Linked DNA regions of Mus musculus: all the other regions are linked to region 3. The links are chromatin contacts, called in public HiChIP or PLAC-seq and promoter capture Hi-C maps. All regions are on one chromosome and are shown on one strand. The core of a region is the stretch at or near the end of the contact, and the rest is flanking DNA. Distances in the headings are between cores, read along the strand shown. Region 1 holds the start of Adamtsl2 (ADAMTS-like 2). Region 2 holds the start of Brd3 (bromodomain containing 3). Region 3 holds the start of Ralgds (ral guanine nucleotide dissociation stimulator). Region 4 holds the start of Slc2a6 (solute carrier family 2 (facilitated glucose transporter), member 6). Region 5 holds the start of Dipk1b (divergent protein kinase domain 1B). Region 6 holds the start of Vav2 (vav 2 oncogene).

Region 1 (3,921 bases), core at 601-3,100, 1.5 Mb before region 3:
AATCTCTCTGAAATCCTCAGCCCATTGTGGACCAAGTAGTTATGACTGCCAGGGAGTCTTGGATATGGAAGTTCCTAAGGATCTTCCATAGGGAAATGAAGGCATAGCTAATGCAGGAAGCCAGTACCTAGAGAGTCACACACTCGTGGGCATCACAAAGGCAACGATACATCTCCACAGGTCTGTCTTCCAAGTGGCCAGGCCAAAGGAAGATGCCGAGTGGGCATGTCAGTTGGCTGTGGGGTCCCTCCCAAGGGAAACTGTTAGTCACCCCGGCGCTGGAGCATGTGGAAGCCAGAAGTGCCAGGAGATCTTGGGTCGGCTCCAGGGTGTACAGGGTCTGGTAGTCAGCCAGGGTGGAGGAGAAGTGGCAGAGGCTTCCAGAATAAGGGAGATCTGATCTGGGTCTGCCAGTGAGATCCTGTGCACATGTACATGCATGTGTGTGTGTGTGCTGTGTGTCAGGTTGTAGAATGTCTGTGCTTCTTCTTATTGGCCCCAGGGGGGCAGTGTGAGCCTGGATAAGGGTCATGGGAGGTCAGGGTGACAGAGAACAGAAGCTGAATACCTTAAGGTCAGTCACTACTGAACACCGGCAGAGTGAGAGCTGACCCTCTGCCCCCTGTCGCAGTCTAAGCTGGGAGAGCCAGCCAGCATCTTTGAAGAACCAGGCAGAAGGAGAGGGTGTGTGGCAGAGCAGCGCCGCAACCTGTATCTGTCACAACTTTGACTGGTGGCTTTAGCAGACCACTCCACTTCCCAGCCTCAGTTTCTCCTCGGTAAAGTACAGATGATGAAGATGCTTGTCACCTGACTCAAGCCTCACAGAGAGGCTGGGTGCTGATTGGTTTTTGCTGGTTGCTTTGTTCTTGGCTGCGGTCTGGTGGTCAGACACAAGACTTCCCCCAGGGTATCACTCTTAGCAGCCCAAAGAGGCAGCTGAAGAAGCTTATCATCTAGCACAGAGGGAGGGACAAGAGGGAGGGACAGAGAAAAGGAGAGGACTTCCAGTCCCCACTACAGGGACAGAGGCATGGATGAAATGGCTCAGCCAGCTTGTGGGATGTTGTTTCAGAATCACTTAGCATTTGAAGGTGCCTGTTTTCCAGGACGGGGTGCTTCAGAGAGCAGGAAATGTCAGAGCAGACATCTCATCATCCAAAGTCCTCTTGGATTCATAAGACTTCAGCTCTAGCTCAGCAGGGACAGAGCTCTTGAGTCCTGCTTGCTTGCCAATAGCTGCCCAGCTGCTGTGGGGTCCAGCCAAGCTGGTACCAAACATCTGCAGAATACCCCGTGCCGACGATCTTCCTAGACATCTGGTCGATAGGCTGTAGCCACCTCTTCCTCTCCCTGGAGCCATTGGTTGGTTGATCTCTGGATGTATCTCAGTTCCTCCGTTGTTCAGGTCTGTTTTCCAAGGACGGAGGGTGGCCTGCACCCGTGCAATGTCTGGACCTCTGTGTCTTCCCTGTGAACAGGAGCCGAAAGCCTGGACATCACATGGTTTCCAGCCTTCTCTGGAAGCTGAAGTTAGATGGGTGGGTCAAGGGGGCTCCGCTCCACCACTGCCAACCTCCCTCCACATGACCTCAGGCTAATTGATCCATTAGGGTCAGTCACTCTGGACCTAGGCAAGCCAGTCTCAGGCTCACTCACTGATCCTGGACTGTGGCAGCAGCAGCCAGCAGGCAGCTGGACAGCCTGGCCATACTCCAGAGGAGCAGAGCGGGTTAAAGTGTGCGCCCGGCCAGCCGCCAGCAGGCTGGGCGGGGGAGCAGCGGTGGGAAGTGTGAGTTCCTCCCCGTCTGCCTGACAGCTATAAAGGCAGCTGCGGCCACAGAGCAGCCACTGGGCTGAGAGCCCCTCCTGGGAACCCCCTCCCTTGAATGCTCTTTGAAGTGGGAGAGGGAGGCAGCTGGGGAAGCAGGACCAGAGACAGGCAGAGCCCGCACATCTCTGCACTCACCTTCCTGCACCGTGCACCTGGCAGTAGCTCTCACCCTTTTCTCTAAAAGGAGGACAACCTGCTGACCCTGGGTGAGGTAGGCCACTACATACTTGTCCCTGCTCATACTGTGGTCTTTGGGAGGTGTGAGATGTAGCTTATCCCAGACCAGCCAAGCTGTTCAGAATGGGGGCCGGGGGATGTCCCAGCCCCTGGTGAGGGTATTCAACCACAGAGAAAGGGGGGAACAACCTATGCCACACAGTGGCAGGGTGGTCCTGAGGCAACAACCTTGGTACTAGCAGTTGCTGTCTGGTCTGCAAAGCCATGCTGTGGTGGGCCTGTTGAAGGTTTTGGACCCTAGGGAGAGATGGATCCTGTTTGAGCTGGACTTGGCTGGAATCCAGCAGTGTCTGGGAGCCTTAATGAAAACCAAGTGTGAGGCTGACTGGGCACCTGTCTTTGGCAGCAGCAGGGACTGGGGAGCCATGGAGGCTAATGGGACTGTGTGAGATGGGGACTCTGTGCTGGAGTGAAAATAGGGACTCAGATGGAGACCTTCAGTGTCGGGGGTGGGTGGACGTAAGGGTGATGCTGACCAAGCTCCTGGACACCTGCAGGAGAAGGAGGGAGGGAGGGAGAAAAAAAGGGAGAGGGAGAAGGACAGAAGGACAGTAGGACAGTAGGACAGTTGGTATCAGGGCTTCGAGGGTGCTGACCATTTCCAGACTTTCTTCCCCTGGAATTGCTGGGTGCGACTGAGTCCCTAAGTTTGCTCTGTGGTGTGTGTGTGTGTGTGTGGTGGGGGAGGGGGCAGTAGGCTACCTTGTTGTGTGGCTTTGGGCAAGCTGCCTCTTTTTTCTGAAGCCCATTGTCTAACTCACCAGCAGATGACACCCACCTGGGACAAGCTACATTAGCTTCCTTTCTAGGACAGGGTTTAAATTGAGGTGCGCAGCAGCCATTCTGAGAGTTGGAGCAGCAAGGCTGGAAGCTCTCTTGATTTGATTCACCGTAACCCTTGGTGGGTGTTTGGGTTTGAGGGGCTGTTTTGTTGGAAGGGAATCAGGAGCCAGGTGCAGGCTGTACCTCCTTCTGCCCCTCCTCCATATCTCTGTTCTCTCAAGAGAGAAGGGCCCTGAGACAAAGTTTGGAGCTAAGACGAAAGGATGGAGACTTACCATCCAGAGACTACCCCACCCGGGGATCCATCCCATAATCAGCCACCAAACCCAGACAATATTGCATATGCCAGCAAAATTTTGCTGAAGGGACCCTGTTATAGCTGTCTTGTATGAGGCTATGCCAGTGCCTGGCAAATACAGAAGTGGATGCTCACAGTCATCTATAGGATGGAACACAGGGCCCCTAATGGAGAAGCTAGAGAAAGTACCCAAGGAGCTGAAGGGGTCTGCAACCCTATAGGTGGAACAACAATATGAACTAACCAGTACCCCGGAGCTCATGTCTCTAGCTGCATATGTAGCAGAAGATGGCCTAGTTGGCCATCATTGGGAAGAGAGGCCCCTTGGTCTTGCAAACTTTATATGCCCAGTACAGGGGAATGCCAGGGCCAAGAAGTAGGAGTGGGTGGATAGGGGAGCAGGGCGGTGGGGGGGAGGGTATAGGGGACTTTCAGGATAGCATTTGAAATGTAAATAAAGAAAATATCTAATAAAAAAGAGAGAGAGGAGGGCCCAGACCCCTGAGCTGTGTTGCACCTGAGGACCAGATTGCTGGATACCTGGCTGTGAGGATTCCTCTGGGAAGGGAAGGCTGCCATTGCTCAAGAAGAAGGAGGGTATCCCATCTATAACCGATGTAAAGCAGGTAAAACTCCCAAGGCGATCCAAACTAGACAGTGGGCTGAACCTGGTTAATAGCTCTCTTCACAATGACCACTCTGCCAGGCTGGGCTTCTTCCAGTCTCCTGAGTTGTCTCTGTTCTCCACAGACATTCTCCAGGGGCAAAG
Region 2 (3,956 bases), core at 13-2,512, 1.1 Mb before region 3:
CACCCAGTCCCATGTTAGCCACTGAAGAACACAAGAATGACCTCAGAGACACAAACTTATACAGTTAAGAAGTTTAAGGTAGAGAAACAACAGCTGTGCACTTATTTCTGGCAGAAAGCTCTTAATCAAAATTGCAAAGGGCAGAGCCTTAAAATTGAGCCCTAAAGTATGAACTCACAAAAGGTATGCCCCGGCTCCCAGTGAGCCCCCTTCCCGCTCCTTACCGCCCCCCCCCCGCCGCCCCAGGGCAAGAAGACTGTTTATGGCTTCCTCGTTAGCCCTGCCCCCGTCGCAGCAACTGGTGGAGAGAACTTCCCCAAGCCGCCAGGATTTTTCACCGGGAATCCTCAAGAACCTTACATACGAGAGGCTTTGGGGTGCGCATTCCTCACCCAACTAGCTTGCGTGTTATACACGAAGTAAGAAAAAGACGTGCACCCCACCCCTTCCACCTCAATCCGAATCGACCTCGCCCGGATTAAGTACTCGTTTAGGCTGATTTCAAAACATGAACTGGGTTTCCTCCTGGCCTGGCTGCAATAATCCAGTAACTCGTAAGCGCGCAAAGTCGTCTCCCGGGCCATAACTCTGCAAATGCAGCCGCCGCCCCCCAAGCCACGCCGCGGCTGCCCCACTTGCAAGGCTCCAGCGGTGTCCAGGCCCAGCCTGGCCTGCCCTGCGACGATCCGCCCTAAGTGGCGCCGGAGCGACCCTGGGCACACCGCGCGCACCTTCCCGCGCCGCGCATCCTCCAGGCAGTCCCCTTCGGAAGATGGCGGGCAGAGGAAAAGGGGAAAGGAAAAAAAAATCCCTTCCGTGAGGGAGGGCTGGCGCAGAGAGCGCGGGCTGTGCCAAGTCCAGGCTGGGCGCTCCGACCAAGGCGACGCCTCCCAGTCCGGCCCGAGGCGACCGGCAAGCCGCGGGCGCACAGCGCAAGGCGGAGGGCAGCGGAGCCCGCGCAGTCGCTGCGACCCCGGGCAGGCGGCCGCCCCGCTTTGTTGCATCGCGGCCGCGCACAAAGGCGGCGGCCCCGGGCTCCGGGCTTCGAGACGCGCGGGAGGCCTGCACCATGCGTTCCGGGCCGTGTTCTCTCAGCCAAGTCCGCCGCCGCCACCGCCACCGCCGCCGCCGCCCAGAGTGTACAAGGAAACGAGAAAAAGGCGTACTTGGCCTAGGCGGCTCCAGCGCCGTCTGCTCCCGGCCCGCGCGGCCGGCTCCTCTTTGGCTCGCCGGCCCCGGCAGCATAATAGACGCGCCGGAGCTGTACAGGGCTCATGCGCTACGCCGCGGCGCCTGGCGGGAGTCGTAGTCCGCGCCCGGGCTCGCGCCAGGGCCGCCCAGGGGAGGCCGAGGCGCACGGACTACATGTCCCGGCCCCGCCGGCGCCACGCCGTGCCCCGCCCCGCGCGCCCCCGGCCGCCCGCCCGGCCGCCCTGGCCGCCAGCGGGCCCGGCCTAGGGGCGCGTGGGGGCGGGGCTGGGAGGTTGCCCGCCAGGACCCGAGGCGACGCTGGAACCTTGGCCCGCCCGCGCGCCTTCACTTTAGCGTTCTCAGCCACACGCAGGGAATAAGAACTGGTGGGCGGATTTCCAGAAGCCTAGGAAAACGTGGGAAAGGCGGGAACGCAGTTAGCACCCTGGGGTCACTACCCGGGTACCCCGAGGCCTCCCTCAAACCCCGAATGCTCACAAGCAGGGAGGCGCGCACCGGCCCCAGCCCATGTTTGTAAACAAACCGCGCGCCTAATTAGCCTGGCGAGGGCGCGCGCAGGGCGGTCCTTGCCAGGGAGGAGTCGCGATCAATCCCGCCCCAAAATCCTGGGGCGGGTTGAAGACCTGGGGACTCCGTAAGAGACCTGGCTGGTGGTGCCGGAAAAAGGCGGATTCTCCAAAGCTAGACACCAGTAAGGGATGCTTCAGGCTGTGCCAGCCAACTTTCCCTCTCTGGAGTCTCAGTGTGTCCCCATGTGCCTATGGAAAGACAGGAATGAGATTAAGTCCCGCCCTTTTTCTGCGTTTTGAAAGGGTTAGGACGGGGTCACACTTCAGATCTTGGTTTTGGTGAAAATTACAATGGTGCCTACGTTAGTCAGTTTTTATCCAGTTGTAATTTAAGGTGGGTGTGTGATAGACCCCAACAAAAACGTTACAAACAAAACAAGTTTTTCCATCAGTGCCCGCTGAACCTGCCTGCCAATGCAGGGTTCCAATTCTGCTGTGAGCTGGACCTATTCCAAGATCCTGGTGTCACTGAGTTTATTTCTGGCTGAGCGGGCACTTTGCTGCATGCAAGAAATGCACAGGTGGTTATGGTATTAAATACCAGACACACACACACACACACACACACACACACACGTACACACACACATACACACACATACACAACGAATATGTTCTGTACCTGAAAATGAAAAAGGCTCAAGAAGGCAAAGTGACATCCTTGGTCTCAGAGGTCCCAAGCTCCAAGCCCAGGGTCCTTGGAAGAGATTTGAGGACAAGCTGGAGCCTCTCCAGGCTCTTCTTGTCTCCTCTTTGGTCTACAGCATGGGTGCTTCTCACACCCTGGGGCGAGGTGGCCACTGCAAGGAAGCCCTGCTGTTTAGTCGCAGACTGAACACAGGGTAGGAGAGCAAGACCTGGGAGGCTCTAAGTTAGAGTCCTTAAACTCTTGAACCCAGGCTCCCCAGCAAAGCCATGACTGGGAGCTTGCAGAACTGCAGTCACCTTGCAGGTTCTATTATCATTCCTGCCATCTGGGTCTCACCTTTCTGGACACACTGAGCACTCTGGCTACTAGGACAAGGGACTTGCCAGTTAACTTTTTAAACAAAACCCAGAAAACTCTGTGTGTGTGTGTGAGTGTGTGTGTAACTATGTATGTGTGTGTGTAACTATGTACATGTGTGTAACTATGTGTTTGTAACAGTGTGTGTAACTGTGTGTGTGACTGTGCATGTGTGCGTAACTGTGTATGTGTGTAACTATGTGTGTGTAACTGTGTATGTGTATATAACTGTGTGTGTAACAGTGTATGTGTGTGTAACTGTAACTGTGTATAACTGTGTACATGTGCGTAACTATGTGTGTGTAACTGTGTGTAATTAGGTGTGTGTATAACTGTGTATGTGTATGTAACTGTGTGTGTAACTGTGTATTGTGTAACTGTGTGTGTAACAGTGTATGTGTGTGTAACTATGTATAACTATGTGTGTAACTGTGTATGTGTGTGTAACAGTGCATGTGTGTGTAACAGTGTATGTGTGTGTAACTATGTATAACTGTGTGTGTGTGTAACTGTGTATGTGTATGTAACTGTATGTGTACCTGTGTATGTAACTTTGTGTGTCTAACTGTATGTGTGTAACTGTATGTGTGTCTAACTATGTGTGTAACTGTATGTGTGTGTGTGTAACTGTGTATGTGTGTGTGTACATGTGGCACAGAGCACATGTGGAAATTAGAGGACAGTGTGAGAGCCAGCACTCCCCTTCTACCACATAAGACTCGAACTGGAATCACCAGGCTCAGACACAAGTTCCTCAACTGCCTGAGGCATCTCTCACAGGCTTAGTGACTCACCAGTTTAAAAGACCCCTTGGGGCTGAAGAGGTGGCAGTGTACTTAGGAGACCCTATTGCTCTTGCAGAGGATCTGGGTTCCATTCCCAGTACCAACCCTCTTGTGAAGTCCATGGGTACCAGGTATGCACACAGCATTATTACATAAACAACTGGTAAAAGTAGAGCACCCACATAATGTGAAGTCAGTCTTTCAAATATATTTTTAAAGATTCTATCATATACCTTCCAAGCCCCCACCCAAAAAGATCTGCACCCAGGCTTGATCTTGTAGGGCAATGGGCATGTGCCAGGCTTCCTGAGGCTGTCTGCCATGTCCGTGCTAGCTTCTGAACTCTCAGTGAGATGCTCCTAGGAGTTCACAAGAATTGGGGTG
Region 3 (3,660 bases), core at 150-2,649:
CTGGTGCTGGGGATGCTGAGGGTGTGAGCCCTGTGGGGTCTAGGGCAGCAGGCAGGAACATGGGGACACTTATATTGGTGAAAGGGGGTCAGAGTAAAAAGGCTTGAGCTGTTGGCCTATGGGAGTGAGGAGCTTGTCTGTCTGTCTGTCTGTCTGTCTGTGTGGCTTTATGTCTCTGTGTATCTGCCTACACATATGTGTGTCTGTGTTTCTGTGTCTGTGCATGTGATATCCATGAACAGACTTCCCAGGAGGGAAATGCAGAGCGAGACAGGAAAGGAACTTGATAAAACAGGTGGACAGCAACCAGAAAAGCAGAGTAGATGATGGAACCTCACCTCTGCCACCGTCCATCCCTGCAATTAGTGTGTCTGGAGGCAGCCTGCCTGCCGACGGCCTGCCCGCAGGGTTGACGCCTGGGGACTAAGTATCAGAGAGAAGTGGCCCTTAGAAAAAGAAAGCCAGAATAGGAGAGAGCAGCAGGGTCAGGAAACAAAGCTGAGCTGCTGCCGGGTCCTTGGCCCAGGAATGGGGCTGGGGAAAAGCCTACAGAATGTGTGGGAGCCACTGCCTTCCTGTGATATACCCCCACACGCCTGGACTTCCTGGAGATAGGGCAGAGCCCGGGCTTCTGAGCAGCCTTAGGGGATCTCCACACCTAGCCAAATCTGCCTATCTTTTTCTTAAATCATATTCACTGGAGCCTGTTCATAAAAATACTTTCTGACAATTAAAAATTTCAAAGAAAATTTAGGCCTTGTGGCGGGAGAGATGGCCCAGCATTCACAGTTTGTTCCCCTCAGGCATCAGCGTCTACCATGTCTGCAATGTACACACATGCATGGCAAATAACAGTACACATACAATAAAATAAACAAGCCTTTAAAAGTACGCCACCTCACCTAGTGGTAACCAGCATTGCTTTTGCATAGTAGGTTTGTCTAGTTTGTGCATGACTGTGGTGACTGGAGCTGAGGCTGGAAGCATCCCTCTCCCAATGGAGCTTGGACTGGATGCCAACGCCCTGTGGACACTGAGCCCAATCAATCCTCAGGGTCACCCTTCCCCATACTCTAATATATGAGCACATAGTCAGTGACCTCATTGACATCCTCCCAGTCACACTCTTGGAGGAAGTCATTTTCATTACCCATACTTTCCAGGTGAAGAAACTGAGGCTACAGAGCTAGGGGGTGTTGTAACTGGAATTCCCGGGAAGTGGATCTGATTTCAGCAAAACAGCATCACGGGCCGCCCACACAATACATAGACTGTGTATGCAAGCGCTGTCCACCAGGCCTGCCAACTAGAGGAGGCCCACGCCCCCTCTGAAACCACTCCCCCAGCAGCCCACGCCCCCAGCTGACATCAGCGAGGCCCGGCCTCTGGCGCAGAGCGCAGGCAGCGCGGAGCCGCGCCGGCCCTGCGCCCCGCGCTGCCCCGGGTCTCGCGGCCCGCCGGCCACCCGCGCCACCGTGAGTCGTCCATGGTGCAGCGCATGTGGGCTGAGGCGGCCGGGCCCATAGGGGGCACCGAGCCGTTGTTTCCCGGTTCCCGGCGCAGCCGCAGCGTGTGGGACGCCGTGCGCCTGGAGGTGGGCGTCCCCGACAGCTGCCCAGTGGTGCTGCACAGCTTCACGCAGCTCGACCCTGATCTGCCGCGCCTGGAGGTGGGTGAGCCCAACGTCCTTTGCAGCATTGTGTGTGGCTGGGGGGTTCCTTCCTCAGAAGTCCCCCTGCTGTATCAGCCCTGGGGCAGCCAGTTGGGCATTACAGCTTCCAGCACACCCTCAGCAGTAGGTGGGGAATCAGAGCTGAATTCCCGTGCCCCCTCAATTCATCCCAGTACCTGCTCCCACTCATCACAGGTGTGACAACCCCAATTACTGCAGTCAGTCAAACCTTTAAGCCCCTCCATGCTGTCACTATTTACACGCCTGTGGTGTGTGAATGCTCCAACCACGAGGGCCTATCCTCATTTCAAACCCTTGTCAATGGGGCGCGTGACACGAGGAGGCCACAATATAGTGGGCCAGCAAGTGGTTGTGGTGGCACAGCCCTAAACTCCCCAGAGGTGAGTGGGACCTCAGGGGCCTTTGAATACCCATCACTGAGTCAGACATAGGTCTAATGACCCGGGAACATCGAGGCTGTTCAGAGGAGGCAGTGGCAGGAAGGGAGTGGGATGGGCTGGAAGATTCAGAGACCATGCCCTTATGTGTGGGTGGTGGGAATAGTGAATGTGGGTAGGAGCTTGTTTCTAGTGTCCTGGGCAGGGACACCCAGCAGTGCCCTCTTCCTTTCACCTTAGTGTACACCTGCCACCATGCCCCAGGGGTAGTGGAATCCCAAGGCAGCCCTGCATCCTGCTCTGCCTAGAGAAGGCTCAGACAAAGCATACTCGGGAACTTCTGGTCATGGGGCCCCCAGGCCTAGGAGGCCTCTTGTGCTTGGCAGGTGTCCCAAGCCAGGCTGCTCATTCACCCAGTGGTCTCATCCTGGAGGCGGCTGGGGAGGGACTCCGGGGAGCTTGGTGGTGGGCGGCCCACCACCAGCCCTGCACTCATCTGGCTTTCATTATGTCTGGCAGAGTCTCCGGCTTTGTGTGCTGGAAGGGCCTAGCCTGATCACTCCTGGAGGGGGGTGTCAAGCTTCTCTCTGACTCTGTCTGGCTACATCCCTAAGGACCCTTTGTGGCAGGGCTGTTGAAAGGTTCTGTTCCTGCATGGGTTGCTGCTATCTGTGCCTCCTCTGCTGCCCTCTCTCCAGGCCTCTGTGTTGTCATGCAGCCTGGTCACCGTTTAGAAATCAGAGGGAAGCTTCTGGCTGGGTCAGGAAAGCCAGGGTCCTGGCAGGAGAGGAGGCCACAGCCGGAAACTGAACACAATGACCATTTAGCATTCGCCTGGGGGAGGGGGCAGGGAAATCCCTGTCTGTTTTGCCAATAATTCCCTCCCATCCCCATCCTGAGTCTGGTTTCCTGGTAGCAGACCCAGGTCCAGAAATGAAATCAATCCAATTAAGGTCCCTGCACTCTCTGTCTTTGCCTTTCGTCTTCTGTCATTTGTTTCCATCAGCCTGGGGTTGCCAGATGTCCTCACACATCTGGGCATCTGCCTACTCTCTCAGTTCTAAGTCAAGCCACCACCGACCTAGCTTGACCTGCCCCAGTCTGCTTTATAGAGGTCACGAGGTTTATGCTCCTGCCACAGGCTTGCTTCAGCTTCATCCTGGCGAGAGTGACTGTGAATCTGTAGCATTCACAGGCAGCAGGCACCAATACCGTGTTCCTCCCGGCTCACACAGACCTCCAGCTCAGATGCCAGTGCCATCTGCTAAGAGGCTGGAGGCCAGAGAGGTGAAGTCCCTGACCTAAATAAATACATTGTCAGAAAGGGTCGCAGACAGGACTTCAGCACAGTGTTCCCTGGGGTTGGGGGTAGGGTGTCTGGTACATATAAGATCTAGAAGCAGGACCCAGCAGAGATGGCTAGTGAGCAGTAGAAGCCCGCAAAGGTCGTGGATAGAGCTTGACCCAAGCACTGCAAAAAAGCCTTTGTCGGGTGAGTGATGGGGAGGCTTAGAGTCCAGGAGAAGGTGAGAGTACCTCAGATTTTGAGACCTTGGGAACTGTAACCAGGGGCTTAACATAAAAGCTAAC
Region 4 (3,877 bases), core at 1,238-3,737, 1.5 Mb before region 3:
ACCCAACCAAGCCCAGGGGCCTCAGACTTGGGGCTGAGCAGGCATCTGTATTTACCCTAGTGACCTCTTTTCTGGGCTTGGTCAGAGGATAAGTTTGTGTATGGAGTATTACATGAGGTAAGCAGTTGGGTGGAGGTGGAGGTGGAGGTGGGCTGGAACTTCCCTTCACATCCCTTGTGCAATGCAAATTTTTTCAGTTGAGCAATGCATGGAACTGAGGTCAAAACACAGGGTAGGAAGTTTTGGGTGACAATGATGTCAGCTGCTTTGGTGGAGGAAGCTGAGGTTTTCTGGGCAATGTAGTGAACCCCACACACTTTCACTGAGCAAAGGCTCAGAGGCAGGGGTGGTCTAGAACAGCCCCAAGGCAATGGAGACATCTGGCCTTACCGGGATGCAGGCAGCAGTGAGTCCCCCGGCAAAGCCCGTCAGCATCCTCCCCAACAGAAGCATCCAGAGGCCACGGGCACCGGCCATGATTGCATAGCCAATGGCTGAGGGGACAGCTGAGAACATGATGCTGAGCTTCCGGCCCAGGAGGTCATTGAGTAACATAGCACTGAGGCCCCCTGCTGCGGCACCCAAGGTGAACACGGACTGCAGGGGTACAAGAAGATAAGTGGCTTTAAGAGCTCTCACCCCCACCGGAGTCTAGAGAGAGTTCCTCCAGAGCTGACCCAAAACCCAGGCATTCATTGGTAGAGTCCCCTGTTGGCAGAGGTGCACAGCAGCCTGTGGACAACTATATGTAAAGGTACCATAAATGTTCTACTCCAGAGGTGCTTTGAGGAGAGGGGGCGCCTGTCTACAGTGGCTCTGTCCAGGAGTGTCCAATATTTTTTTGAGCCCAAGCAGGCCTCAAGAACATGATCTTCCTCCTTCAGCCTCCCAAGTGCTGAAGTTAAAGGCATTTTCTATGGCTCACACACTACCAAAGAGAACCCTATGACTTGTAGGCCTGGGACTTTAAGATTTGGGGGTCATTGGAGTTGTTGAGGAATAAAGAATTTGGCTGGAGTCTGCCACTCATGAGCAGTGGGACCAGGGCACACAGTGTGGCCTCAGTTTCTTAGTTGCGTTATGGGAAAAACATAGTTAACCTCAGGGGTGAAGATATTTCACGAAGTGTCTAGCATGTGCTCAGCATGTGCTGTGCGCCTTGCACATTCCCACCCCATTTGAAATGCTCAGGAGACCCCAAATCTTTCCAGCTTTGCTGTCAAGTCGCAGTCCTAACTCAGGGTCTACTGACATTCTAACGTTAAAGTCTTGGGCTCCTGGGCTCTGTTTAGCCACGTTCTGTCCTTGTCCATATGGCACCTCTCATCCCGCTAGCATCTGGTGTGACTGCCTCCAGGCACCCAGGAGGATGTCAGCTCTGCTGTGGCAGCCTGGCTTTGGGTATGGGGTTGGGAAATCTTCCCCTCAGCCCTGGCCCACATCTCTGCAGGATGTCACTTCCTCATGTCACTTGCCATCACCGCTAGCAGACGGGAATGCGTGTTAGGGAGAGATACCGGTGCTCTAGGGGAGGTTCCAAGGCTAGGTGATTTTAGTTCCCTGTGGTAAGCAGGTTGAGTGGGCCCATGCTCCCTCCACTACCCCATCTGATTTAGAGAACAGGCCTCACCCCAAACCAGGATGCCTGGATTTTGTCCAGGTGTAGTGCTGGGTCAGAAGAGAGCTTCAGTTCAGGGATGACTGGAGATGTGTAGACCAAGGCATACCCAAAGCTGAAATTGCCCAGCACAGCGGCGAAGGTAGCCAGGAACACCCTTCTGTTTTTCAAGGCCCTGGTGGGGGATGGGGTAGAACCAAAGGACCAAGGACAAGTCCTTTAAATGGACCCTGAGTTCCCAGACTGCTGCCTTCCCCGAGCCCATGACCATCCAGCTCGGCAGATAACCAGGAGAGGCCTGGGTCCAGGGCCAGTCAAGTTGTCTTCAGGCCTTAGCAGCAGCTCTGGGAAATCCCCAGGCTGTCGGCTGGGGCTGGTGCCCGTTTTCTCCAGAAAAGAAATTGTGGTTTTTGCCTCCTGTTGTGATGCTCAAAGCTTGTTCTGTGATCTTAGGCAAGACCCATGTCCTCCCCCTGTGGCAGGTGGGGATCCCACCCAGTATTCCTTTGGAGGCTCTCTTCTTTATGGTGGTCCAGTTCTTTAAATAGGACTTGCGAGCATGCGGTAAGAAAGAGTCAGATGACTCTTGGTGGCCACTCACCAGAAGTCAGTAATGGCCCAAGATGTGTATCGTCTGCTGGAGATAAGGCCATCCCAACCTCCCATGCCCACACCCTGAGACTCTCACCCGGCTCGTTCTCTCTCTCCAGGAGTCGCGGGCACCTCGGGGAAGGTATCATAGTCGAGTCCCTCGGTTCTTAGCAGGGGTTCCTGCATGGCCAGCGCGGATGGTCAGATACAGCGGGACTCCACTGCAGAGCTAAAGCATCTGCCTGAGCCCTCAGCACAGCAGGCGAAGCTCCGCCCTACAGATGCGATTGGCTGCAGGGCGGCCCTGCAGAGCCGTGCTGTCCAATGAGACAGCCGCACGCCTCGGATGCAGGGTGCGATCGGGCTCCCGGGCGTGTCCCATCGCGTGCGCCTTGAGGCGCTGGATTCTGCCGGGGAAACCCGCTTCTAGGGCAGGGCCGCCTGAGCACCCTTTCGCCAGGCTAAGAGCGTGGACTGCTCCATGGCTGGGTCTGGCTTTATGGAGGAGAAGCCCAGAGAGTCGTAAGCTTGCCAAGGTCACACGGAGGATTGTTATTATTATATATTTTTTTATTATTGCCTTGCTTGGCCCTGTTCTGTGCCCTCTCCCGTCACATAGATGTCACTTCTACACCTGCCACTTCACTTCTCGCCTCCTAACCCTAGTTGACTCCAATGAATCACTACTTTGGGTGTGTACAGTAAGTAGGAGGAGGGTGGAGCAGAAACAATTAGGGGTAACTCCAGCAGGTGCCCTGCGGTGTCTCACCCCATAGCTGTGGACAAACCCCAAGGCTTCTCTCTGCTAGCAAGCAATCTGTCTCTGAGCTACATTCCTGATCTCTGGGATTTCCTGGTTGTCCAAATAGCTTGCACTGTTCAAAATCATTCCAGTAATGGTATAAAATGACCAAAAAAAACGAAACAGAAACTTCTCTAGGAGGTGGAAAAAGCCACAATCAAGATGCCTATCTGTGTCTTTGGACTTTTTCAGTCACAGGAGTGGACTTACTTCCTGTTCACATTTATAAACTGACCCTTTGTTACCAGGCTATTAAAACAGTAAAGGGTGTTGTAGAAGTCTCAGTTCCCCTTTAGAAACACTTCTAGAGAGGACAGTAGAGACCACAAAACTGCTGCGACCCACCCTGGCTGGACGTCTTTCCTTCCTGTGTTTGCCTTGCCTGTCTGTTACTTAGTGGGGAGGTGAACTTTCAGTGAGTGGTGTTCCACTTCACATCCAAGCTGAGTGTGTGTGTGTGTGTGTGTGTGTGTGTGTGTGTTATACATAATTTTGGGAGCCTGAGAGCACTGGCTGCTCTTGCAAGGACTCAGGTTTGATTTCCCAGCCCCACGGGTTGGCACACAACCCTCCTCTTACCTCCATTTCCAGGACAATTGGTGCCTTTTGGCATCAGCTTTTATGTGGTACAGACAAAACACCCAAACATGTGAAAAACTTAAGATATATAATTTTTAAATTTTATGTCTGTCTGTGAGTCTGTGCTCCTGAAGCTGAAATGATGGACTTGTAGGAGCTGGAGTTACAGGCCGGTCAGTCACCAAATAGTAATGGGAGCCAGAGCATATAGGACCTGGTCTTGTAACCGCTGAACCATCTCTTCAGGCCCCTTCCACTCCTTTGTCATTTGAGACAGGGTCTGATGT
Region 5 (3,708 bases), core at 25-2,524, 1.9 Mb before region 3:
CACACTTAAACTACATTGTTTATCTGACCTGCAAAATCAAGATTGAAGACATAATAAAATAGTCAAACTGCTTAAGCAGCTCGTTTATAATTGGTGCGATAATGAAACAATCCCATGTTTCCCTTCTTTTTTCTCCTTCCTTCTTTTCTCCCTCCCTCCTTCCCTCCCTCTCTCCTTTCTTTCCTTTCTTCTTTCCTCTCTTCCTCCCTCCTTCCATCCCTTTCTTCCAGCCTCTCTCCCTTCCTTCCTTCTTTCCTTCCTTGAGGCAGGGTCTCCCTTTGGGCTTCTGGCTAGTCTGGAATTTGAAACATAGGCCAGGCTGGTCTTTCTGCTTCTGCTTCTTGGTTTCTGGGACACAGACTTGATGCTATTTTCCATTTGTTTTGTGACCTGCTCCTGGCTCTAGTTCTCTTCAGCCTTTCTAGCTTATAAATCCAAACCCTTCAGCTGGGCTCATGGGACTCTCGCTCCACTTTTATGAAGAGAAGGTTGGCCTGGTTCACTAATTGCGAAGCAATTAACATCCTTAAACTAAAGCTGTCTTTTATCATTTTGCAAGGCATATATATATGGACAGCACTGGGGCACAGGGGAAGGCGTATTCCCTGGGAATGCATATGACATCGCTATAGAACCCCTAAGAAAGGTGTGGGTGAGGATTGAGGGCAGCTGATGCGCATGGTGGACGGTGCATTCTGGCCATTGTCTGCTAAGTTCAATAAGCCTCTAACTAAGGTCAGCTGCTGCTTTCCTAATCACCCTAAATGGGAGTCACAGGAGAGGGGCGTGTCTGTCCATGGGCAGAAATCAGAAGAAACTGGTTCTCAGGAGTAGTTGCTGACCGCGTGGGCTGTGGGTCCTTCCCTATGCCCCGGTGCAACAAGGGCTGAAGACTCTCGGTGCCAGAGGTGGTGGCCTCAGGACTGACTAGCCTCACCTGCATACTGGGGAGGGATGGGGGCAGATCCATCAACGTCTTTTACCCTTGAAAAGGTGGAAGAAATGCGCAAGCGCAGGCGGGGACCTTACAGGTCCTCAGCGCCAGCCTGCCCCGGTGTTTCATGCTCACACAGGGTTGCCGTAGCGGGTCCCGGAGCTCTCGGGAGGTTGGGGGTGGGGGGGTGGGGGGTGGCGTAGGTCCCCAGCGGGAGAGCTAGACTAGCCGCGGGGCCGCGCGCCAGTCCTCCCACGCGCGTGCACGCCCCTTCCGTTTGTCTCCACACGCGCGCGCACGCCCCTCTGTCCATCTTCCCGCGCGTGCACGCCCCTCCTCCAGGCCGTCTCCCCGCGCGTGCGTCGCGGTCCTTGCTCAGAAAGGCACGCGCCTTGCCTTTAACGCGAGCCGAGGACGAGCGGCCCGCATGGAGAGCGAGCGGCGGCCGCTGCGGGCCTGGCCGGGCTGGGGCTGAGGCCGAGCCAGCCGCGGGGTTCCGCAGCCGGGGCCGGAGCCCATCATGCGGCGGCTGCGGCGCTTGGTGCACCTAGTGCTCCTCTGCCCCTTCTCCAAGGGCCTGCAGGTAAGCCGCAGCCGGCCAGGTGCTACCACACGGGGAGGGGCAGGGCGTGGGATGGCGAGGGTCGATGGGTGCACGCGGGTGCACCGGAGTCCTTTCTAACCTTCGCAACTTAAAAAAAAAATTCTGGAATAGCAAACTTGGCCAGCCCCTGGCCAGTTCTTGAGACAGCTGGAAACAGGGGCTGTGGTGACCTTGGGCCAGTGGAGGGCCAGCTCCTGTCTGCAGAAGAGGCCCCTCCCCTCATGCTTTGAGGTGATGGAGTCAGGCCTCTGGGCTCCAGCCGCTGGTTGCCACGGTCCTTAGAGCCTACAGGAAGGAGCCAGCCCTCACCAGTCTAGCCAAGGTCTCTCTGAAGGGCCGTCCTGAGGATGCTGGAGGATGCCTTTGTCCTGGGGCCTGGCCTCCCTTAGACTGTTTTACATAAAGGATGAGGACTGAAGCCTGTTGGATGCAGAGCTCTTCCAGGCCCAGATGCCCTTGTCTGCCCTCTTCCAGAGGCAGTAGCTTGTGCTGTGATCCATGCTCAGGCCTAGGTTGGGTTCGTGACCTGAGGTGTATGGGGGACCCTTCTTGTGCCAGGAGATGGGGTGTACCCATACCCCTAGCCCTGAAGCTAGGCCCTGACTCAGCAATGTGTGGACCCAGGAGTGGCAGGAGAGGGGTTTGGGCCAGTTCCCAGTGGGGCTGGTTCAGAGAGAGCCACTGGCTGAGCCCTTCCTGCCCCAAGCCTCAGTTTCCTGCGTGGGAAACACTAGGGCACCTGCCACCTGGCCCGGGTTTCCTGGGCAGGGAGTTTGCTGTGCAGTTACTATCCCTGTAATGACCTTCCCACCTTCCATGTGACTTTTCTGGAGCTGGACTGTTCAGCCTCGAAAATTATGGGCCCAGGGCTTGCCAACTTGTTCCCCACTGAGTGGCAGAAATCTGTGCGAGCTTTTGAGTACCACTGTGGTGAGTCCCGCCCCGGGGTGAGCAAAGACTCAGGGATCCTGGAGAAGAGCTGCGTCAGACAGAGGCCAGGTAAACCATCAAAGCTTAGCCAAGGTAGTCTAGGGGAGCCACCTGTGCCAAGGTGGCTTGGGAGGGCCTGCCTGGAGTGGTCTCTGACCTGCAGGTTTCTAGCGGCTTCTAGTTCTACATCACTTGGGCCAGCCTGGGCCAGCCGCTGTCCTGGCCCTGGCCCTGGCCCTTTGCTCTAGGTGTGGCTGAGTCCTTTGATCTGGCCTCACAGCCAGTGTCCCTGCAATTTCTCAGTCTTCCTGTTTTAATTTTGGACAAATCTGAAAGAAACAGCTGAGTGCCAGAGCCATGAGTGTCCCAGGAGAAGTCCCCAGAGCCATGCCCCGGAATAGGGACCATCTCCTAGAACTTTCTGGAAGAATGTTCTAGAAGAAGGGCTAAGCATCATTCCTGTGGTAGAGGTTCCTTATGTTCTGGCTCGGAGGCAACTAGGGTAAACTTGAGCTCAGCATGACTCCCAAATCCAAAAGTGGGGTGCTAGCTGGTTTCATTCTCAGACTTTCTGGCCGCGGGTAGACAGGAGGCCACAGGAAATTCTTGACATCAGTAGAGTCCCCCCTGTAGGGTTGCCGTGTTGGTTATTCAGGCCACTTAAGAGGCCGGGAAAGCTTTTCCTGTGATGGACTTCCTTTGTAAACTTTGTAAACCCTCAAGGTAGGAAAGTGGCCAGGTGCCTGCCTAAGGAGTCCTCCCTGTCATAACTGATTTCAGCCTCTGTCACAAAGGTCATGTTCATCCCCTCAACAGGACCCTCCCTATATTATGGTAATTTTAGGTGAAAAGTGTGAACAAAAACTTGCAATGCCAGAACAAGAAAGCTCACCAATTAACCCCTGAGCTCCCAAGCTCAGGCCCTGAAATCCCACCACTCCTCACCCTGGAAATCTTCATTCTAGAAAGCTTCCTGCCCCCTCCAAGAACCACTATATAAGATAAGCATTATGCTTTGTCCAATTCCCGGCTATCTGCTCTCTCCCGGGAGCATGGCAGCCACTCCTGGATTTGTCCCTCTTCTCCCTGGACTCTCCAATAAATCTTTTCTTTTATAAGATTTACTGCCTGGTGTGGGCTCTCTCATTGGAAGACGACAAGAAGCAATAAAGAGAGGAGAGGAAGAGAAGGAGTGGGGCTGAGGCCCTGGGGATCGGCTCCCTTGGGAGCCACGGTGCCT
Region 6 (4,079 bases), core at 112-2,611, 1.1 Mb before region 3:
AGTCCCTCCTGCAGTGCCGGGACCCTCACCTGGGACATCTGCGGCCGGAAGTTGATGTCCTTAAGGTCGATGGAACCGGGGGAGAGGTTGTGCAGCAGCTGGCACAGAAGGACGCCGTCGCGCAGCGCCTGCGCCAGGTCGAAGACCACCGCCGAGGGCCACACGACGCGGTGGTTGGGCGGCAGGACCTTGCAGTCGATGAGCCAGCGGCCGCATTGCCGCCACTGCTCCATGGCGCCCGCGGCGCCTGTGCGCTCGCCGCTGCGGCCGCTGGCCAGCTGGCTCAGGGTAGCGCTCCGGCCAAAGTGCGGTGACCGCGGGGCATCCCGCCCGCCCGCGCGGGGCTCGGCCGCCGGGGCGGGGCTTCGCGCAGGCGGCCCCGGGTCCCCGCTGCGCGGCCGCACGGCCCTCCTCTTCCTCCTCCTCCTCTTCGGGCTACTAGCCGGCCGCCGCTCCCGCCCACGTGCGGCCAACCGGCGCTCGCGGGGCAGCGTGCGGGGTCCCTCTTTCACACACACAAGTCCGCTCGTGCTCCGGCCGGGGCTCCACGCCTCCTGCAGTCGCAGCGCTTCTCGATCCGCCCCTCTGGGCGCCGCATTCTGAGCTCCGGGCGCCCCGCTTCGGCCACCGCTCCTGCCCCACCCGAGACAAAGGCGCAGCGGGTCGCTCGCTCCCTGCGTCCGGCGCCTGAGCTGCTCGCTCCACCGTCGCTTTGTTCGCCGGGCCCGCGGGCTCTACGCCACTCGCGGGGCACTGGGACTCCGAGGCTCCGCGGCTCCTAGGCGCTGGGGGTGCAGGGGGCGCGGCCACGGCCGGGCGGGGCCGGGGGCGGAGCTGGCACCTTCACCCGGCACCTCCCCGGAGACCCAAGCACCGCCTCCAACCCGTCCTCCCACTTCCTGCCCCTGGGCCGCCAGCGAAAGTTGAGGAAGGCGGGGCTCCTGAGCAGGCTCCCCGCCCACGACTTTCCCTAGGTGCACGTGGAGGCTGGAGGTCTTTCTTGCGGTGCGATGAGGCCGCCGCACGGCAGAAGAGACTAGAAGATGACCGCGGTAACGCTGGGTGCCCTTGCAGGGTCTTTCGGCAAAGATAGACCCCAGAACGCGAACCAGGCTGGCCTACACACCCTACGCCCCTATGGCCTCTTCCAGTCCTCTGTCCTTGCCAGGGTCCGCAAGACACTCCGCCTCCACAATAACGGAGAGAGGGGGAAAAAAATCCTTCACTTTCAGCCCCCTTGATTGTCTAGTGGGAGGTGCTGGAGAGATAGACCGTGTTGTGTCCTGAGGACATTGTGACAGTGGGAGGGACTTCAAAAGCATAAATAACTGATTTTTGTGATTAAAATTAATTTGCTCTGGACAGTATCAGGAGCTGTGGGTTCTTGGTAAAGAAGAAGGGAACCCCACAAAGCCAAGTCTTCTATGAGACTGGTGTCATGAAAGGGAGCTAGAAGAGAGGAAAGTGACCAGTTTCCAAGAGCCGAGCTTTTGTGGGCGGTGTTCTGTCAGCCCCTGCCTCTCTCAGTTTACCTGGGCCAGGGAAGGATGACAGATCTGTCCCCTGCACCCAGGGAAGTCCCTCCCAGAAAGGCCTCTCTCTGCAGGAAGTCCCATCACCTGCCCCACCTAAGGAGGAAGCATGAACCCTAATCCTAGAGATCCGGCAGAGAAGCCAGGTAGAGCCTTCAGCCCCTCTACTTCACCTCTGAATAGCTTCAGGGGAAGGACCTCCTGCGGACTGGGGGTTAAATCGTCCAAAGCACAGGGCTACAGGCAGACCCTCCAGCATCTCCCTAAGAGTCATTCAACACCCTGCACCAAAGGGAGGAAAAAGAAAGAAGGAAAGAAAGGAGATTGCAAAGCTGAAAGCAAAGCACCCTGCTAAATGCTGCTGCATTCATGCCTTGGCGTGTGTACCCAGGGAGCTCTCTCACAGAAAAGAGGCCTCTGTGCTCCCAGCACTCCAGCCTTCCTGCCTCATCAGAAGCTAAGACCAGGTCTAGGACAAACGAATTTTGCCATCCAATCAAGCGTTCGTCTGCTGCCCCCTGGTGGTCTTGAGGGCAATGGCATCAGCTGACAGCCTAGATGCTACAAAAGAGGGGTCTGTCTGTCTTTGAGGGGCTGTAGTGCAGAGCATATAGTGGAGTTAGCATGTCAGTCCTCCAAGTCAGAAGATCCAGGCCTCCTGGCACCAGCAGAACTCTCTGGTACCCAATTCCTTATCTGGCTAGTGGGGACATCACTCATCTCGGAAATAATAGAAAGGATGAATGAAGAAAAGCTGGGTGGGAAGTATTCCAGGTGTCTGTTGTGCATGTGTAGGTCAGAGTTCACGAGCTCAAAACAAACATGCGGAGGACTGGTAAAGGGGATCTTTCTCCTCACCCATTCTCTCAGCCCAGAACTGTTCACCAGGATTGCCCTCTGGAAGTGTCCAAGAGAAGTGTACCTCCCCACTTTGGTCATGAGCACCACTGAAAGCCACTTGTGCTGAATACCAGAGCTCTGCAGTGAACTGAGCAGACGAAACCCTGAGGTAGGAACTGTCAACCCCAGCCACATGTCTGGGATGTGGGAAGTGGGCCACCAACTAACCATGCACGAGGCTTCAGAGAAGAATGCCCCTGGAAAGGGGTAGCAGGTCTCCTGGGAGCTCTTACGGGATAGGGGCAAGCATGGCTATGGAGAGCCAGGCCTCGTCCAGAGGCAGTTCTACATCATAACGGAACTAAACATCTCTGTCTTCCCAGTCATGAGCTGGTCAGCTACAGCGTATTCTTTTATGGACTCTGATGTTAACTCCCCACTTCTAATTTGCCAGCAAGTTTCAGATTCTGAGCACTGCCAGCTCTGCCACCACCAAGGTCTATGTTCCTCCCCTTGGGTTCCTCAGCAGCCCGCTTCTACCTTGCCTTTCAGTCTGCCCTCCACAGCCAGCAAGGACCGAACCAAATCTAGATGCAACCCTGTCACTCTGTGACAGCACAAAACAAGCCCTTTGTGGTACTCAGCTCTCTAAAGATAAAATCTTTAGGCCTAGGGCTCTTTAAAAGAACACTGTTTGACAAGCATGAGGCCCCATCTCTAGCCCTTACAGCAGCGATTCTCAACCTGTGGGTCTGGACCCCTTGGGGCTAGGTTGCCTAAGACCATTCAAAGACACGGATATTTACATCATGAATCATAACAGTAACAAAAATTAGTTTTGATGTAACATAATATAATTGCAGTGAAAAATAATGTTATGGTTAGAGGTCACCACAACATGAGGTTGTGTTCAATACAGTTGTATTAAAGGGTCACAGCAAGCCGGGTGTGGTGGCGCACTCCTTTAATCCCAGCACTCGGGAGGTAGAGGCAGGCGGATTTCTGAGTTCGAGGCCAGCCTGGTCTACAAAGTGAGTTCCAGGACAGCCAGGGCTACACAGAGAAACCCTGTCTCGAAAAAACAAAAAGAAAAAAGAGAAAGAAAGAAAAGAAAAGAAACAAAGGGTCACAGCATTAAGAAGGTTGAGAACCACTGTCTTAAAGGAAAGGAAAAAGGAAAAAAAAAATGGCAGAATCTCTGCCGTGCAAACCCCCTATGACACAGCTTCCTTCTCTGGCTGCATCTTCTATGCCGCTCCTAGTTTTTTGCACTTCCAGTTTATCTGCCTAGAATTCTTCTACCAGAGAGAGACTTGACCAAGACTCTGGCTAGCAGAAAATGGATTTGAACTAGGTTCTCAACATGGAGTCCATTTTCCCATTGCTCCCAGCAGAGCTGTTTGTTTTTACTCCAGGCTGACCTGACCGTAAGGCTTAGGTGTCAGCAGGAGAGAAATCACAGAACACAACCTGTCTCTGCCCTCCAGGGCTCCTGCAGTGTCCCAACGACCCCCACGGTGAAACACTGGTCACCTGGCAACGCCAGGACAGGTCTCTGACCAGATCGCAAGTACCTCTGAGCACACAGCTGCCTCAGAGAAAGCATCTACAGACACTGGACTGTCCCAGAAACTGAGGGCCTCCCCTCCAGACCAGTCATTTTGACTCTTGGTTCATGTGTCCCCAACAAACACCCAGACACATTGC

Evidence for each region. Promoter capture Hi-C pulls out the DNA fragments that hold promoters and counts their contacts. HiChIP or PLAC-seq counts read pairs in DNA pulled down with a chosen protein or histone mark.
Region 1: a contact with region 3 is called in a promoter capture Hi-C map of liver, with 5 times the contacts expected there. The contact joins the promoter of Adamtsl2 here to the promoter of Ralgds in region 3. A contact is called at or near these places in 1 of 39 promoter capture datasets (liver) and 1 of 115 datasets of contacts at active chromatin or transcription factors (pancreatic cancer cells).
Region 2: an H3K4me3 HiChIP or PLAC-seq map of forebrain shows a contact between it and region 3, with 8 times the contacts expected there. The contact joins the promoter of Brd3 here to the promoter of Ralgds in region 3. A contact is called at or near these places in 4 of 115 datasets of contacts at active chromatin or transcription factors (astrocytes, embryonic forebrain, forebrain and 1 more).
Region 4: a contact with region 3 is called in an H3K27ac HiChIP or PLAC-seq map of bone marrow-derived dendritic cells, with 6 times the contacts expected there. The contact joins the promoter of Slc2a6 here to the promoter of Ralgds in region 3. A contact is called at or near these places in 2 of 39 promoter capture datasets (hippocampal neurons and liver), 1 of 484 Hi-C or Micro-C datasets (B cells) and 3 of 115 datasets of contacts at active chromatin or transcription factors (astrocytes, bone marrow-derived dendritic cells and pancreatic cancer cells).
Region 5: a contact with region 3 is called in a promoter capture Hi-C map of liver, with 5 times the contacts expected there. The contact joins the promoter of Dipk1b here to the promoter of Ralgds in region 3. A contact is called at or near these places in 2 of 39 promoter capture datasets (hippocampal neurons and liver) and 1 of 115 datasets of contacts at active chromatin or transcription factors (astrocytes).
Region 6: an HNF4G HiChIP or PLAC-seq map of pancreatic cancer cells shows a contact between it and region 3. The contact joins the promoter of Vav2 here to the promoter of Ralgds in region 3. A contact is called at or near these places in 2 of 39 promoter capture datasets (hippocampal neurons and liver), 3 of 484 Hi-C or Micro-C datasets (B cells, embryonic stem cells and uterus), 2 of 115 datasets of contacts at active chromatin or transcription factors (astrocytes and pancreatic cancer cells) and 1 of 9 other capture datasets (macrophages).

Annotation. Positions count from the first base shown.
Region 1 is chr2:27,077,529-27,081,449 of GRCm38.p6, forward strand. Adamtsl2 (ADAMTS-like 2) reads left to right here and starts at 1,851. Exons shown (of 19, transcript NM_029981.2): 1 at 1,851-2,045.
Region 2 is chr2:27,474,411-27,478,366 of GRCm38.p6, forward strand. Brd3 (bromodomain containing 3) reads right to left here and starts at 1,263. Exons shown (of 12, transcript NM_001113573.1): 1 at 1,167-1,263.
Region 3 is chr2:28,532,065-28,535,724 of GRCm38.p6, forward strand. It overlaps Ralgds (ral guanine nucleotide dissociation stimulator), which reads left to right and starts at 1,400. Exons shown (of 18, transcript NM_001145835.1): 1 at 1,400-1,669. The coding sequence starts at 1,487.
Region 4 is chr2:27,025,511-27,029,387 of GRCm38.p6, forward strand. It overlaps Slc2a6 (solute carrier family 2 (facilitated glucose transporter), member 6), which reads right to left and starts at 2,488. Exons shown (of 10, transcript NM_172659.2): 1 at 2,307-2,488; 2 at 1,631-1,793; 3 at 391-597. The coding sequence starts at 2,395.
Region 5 is chr2:26,627,183-26,630,890 of GRCm38.p6, forward strand. It overlaps Dipk1b (divergent protein kinase domain 1B), which reads left to right and starts at 1,275. Exons shown (of 5, transcript NM_019833.3): 1 at 1,275-1,517. The coding sequence starts at 1,455.
Region 6 is chr2:27,426,247-27,430,325 of GRCm38.p6, forward strand. It overlaps Vav2 (vav 2 oncogene), which reads right to left and starts at 1,362. Exons shown (of 28, transcript NM_009500.2): 1 at 30-1,362. The coding sequence starts at 233.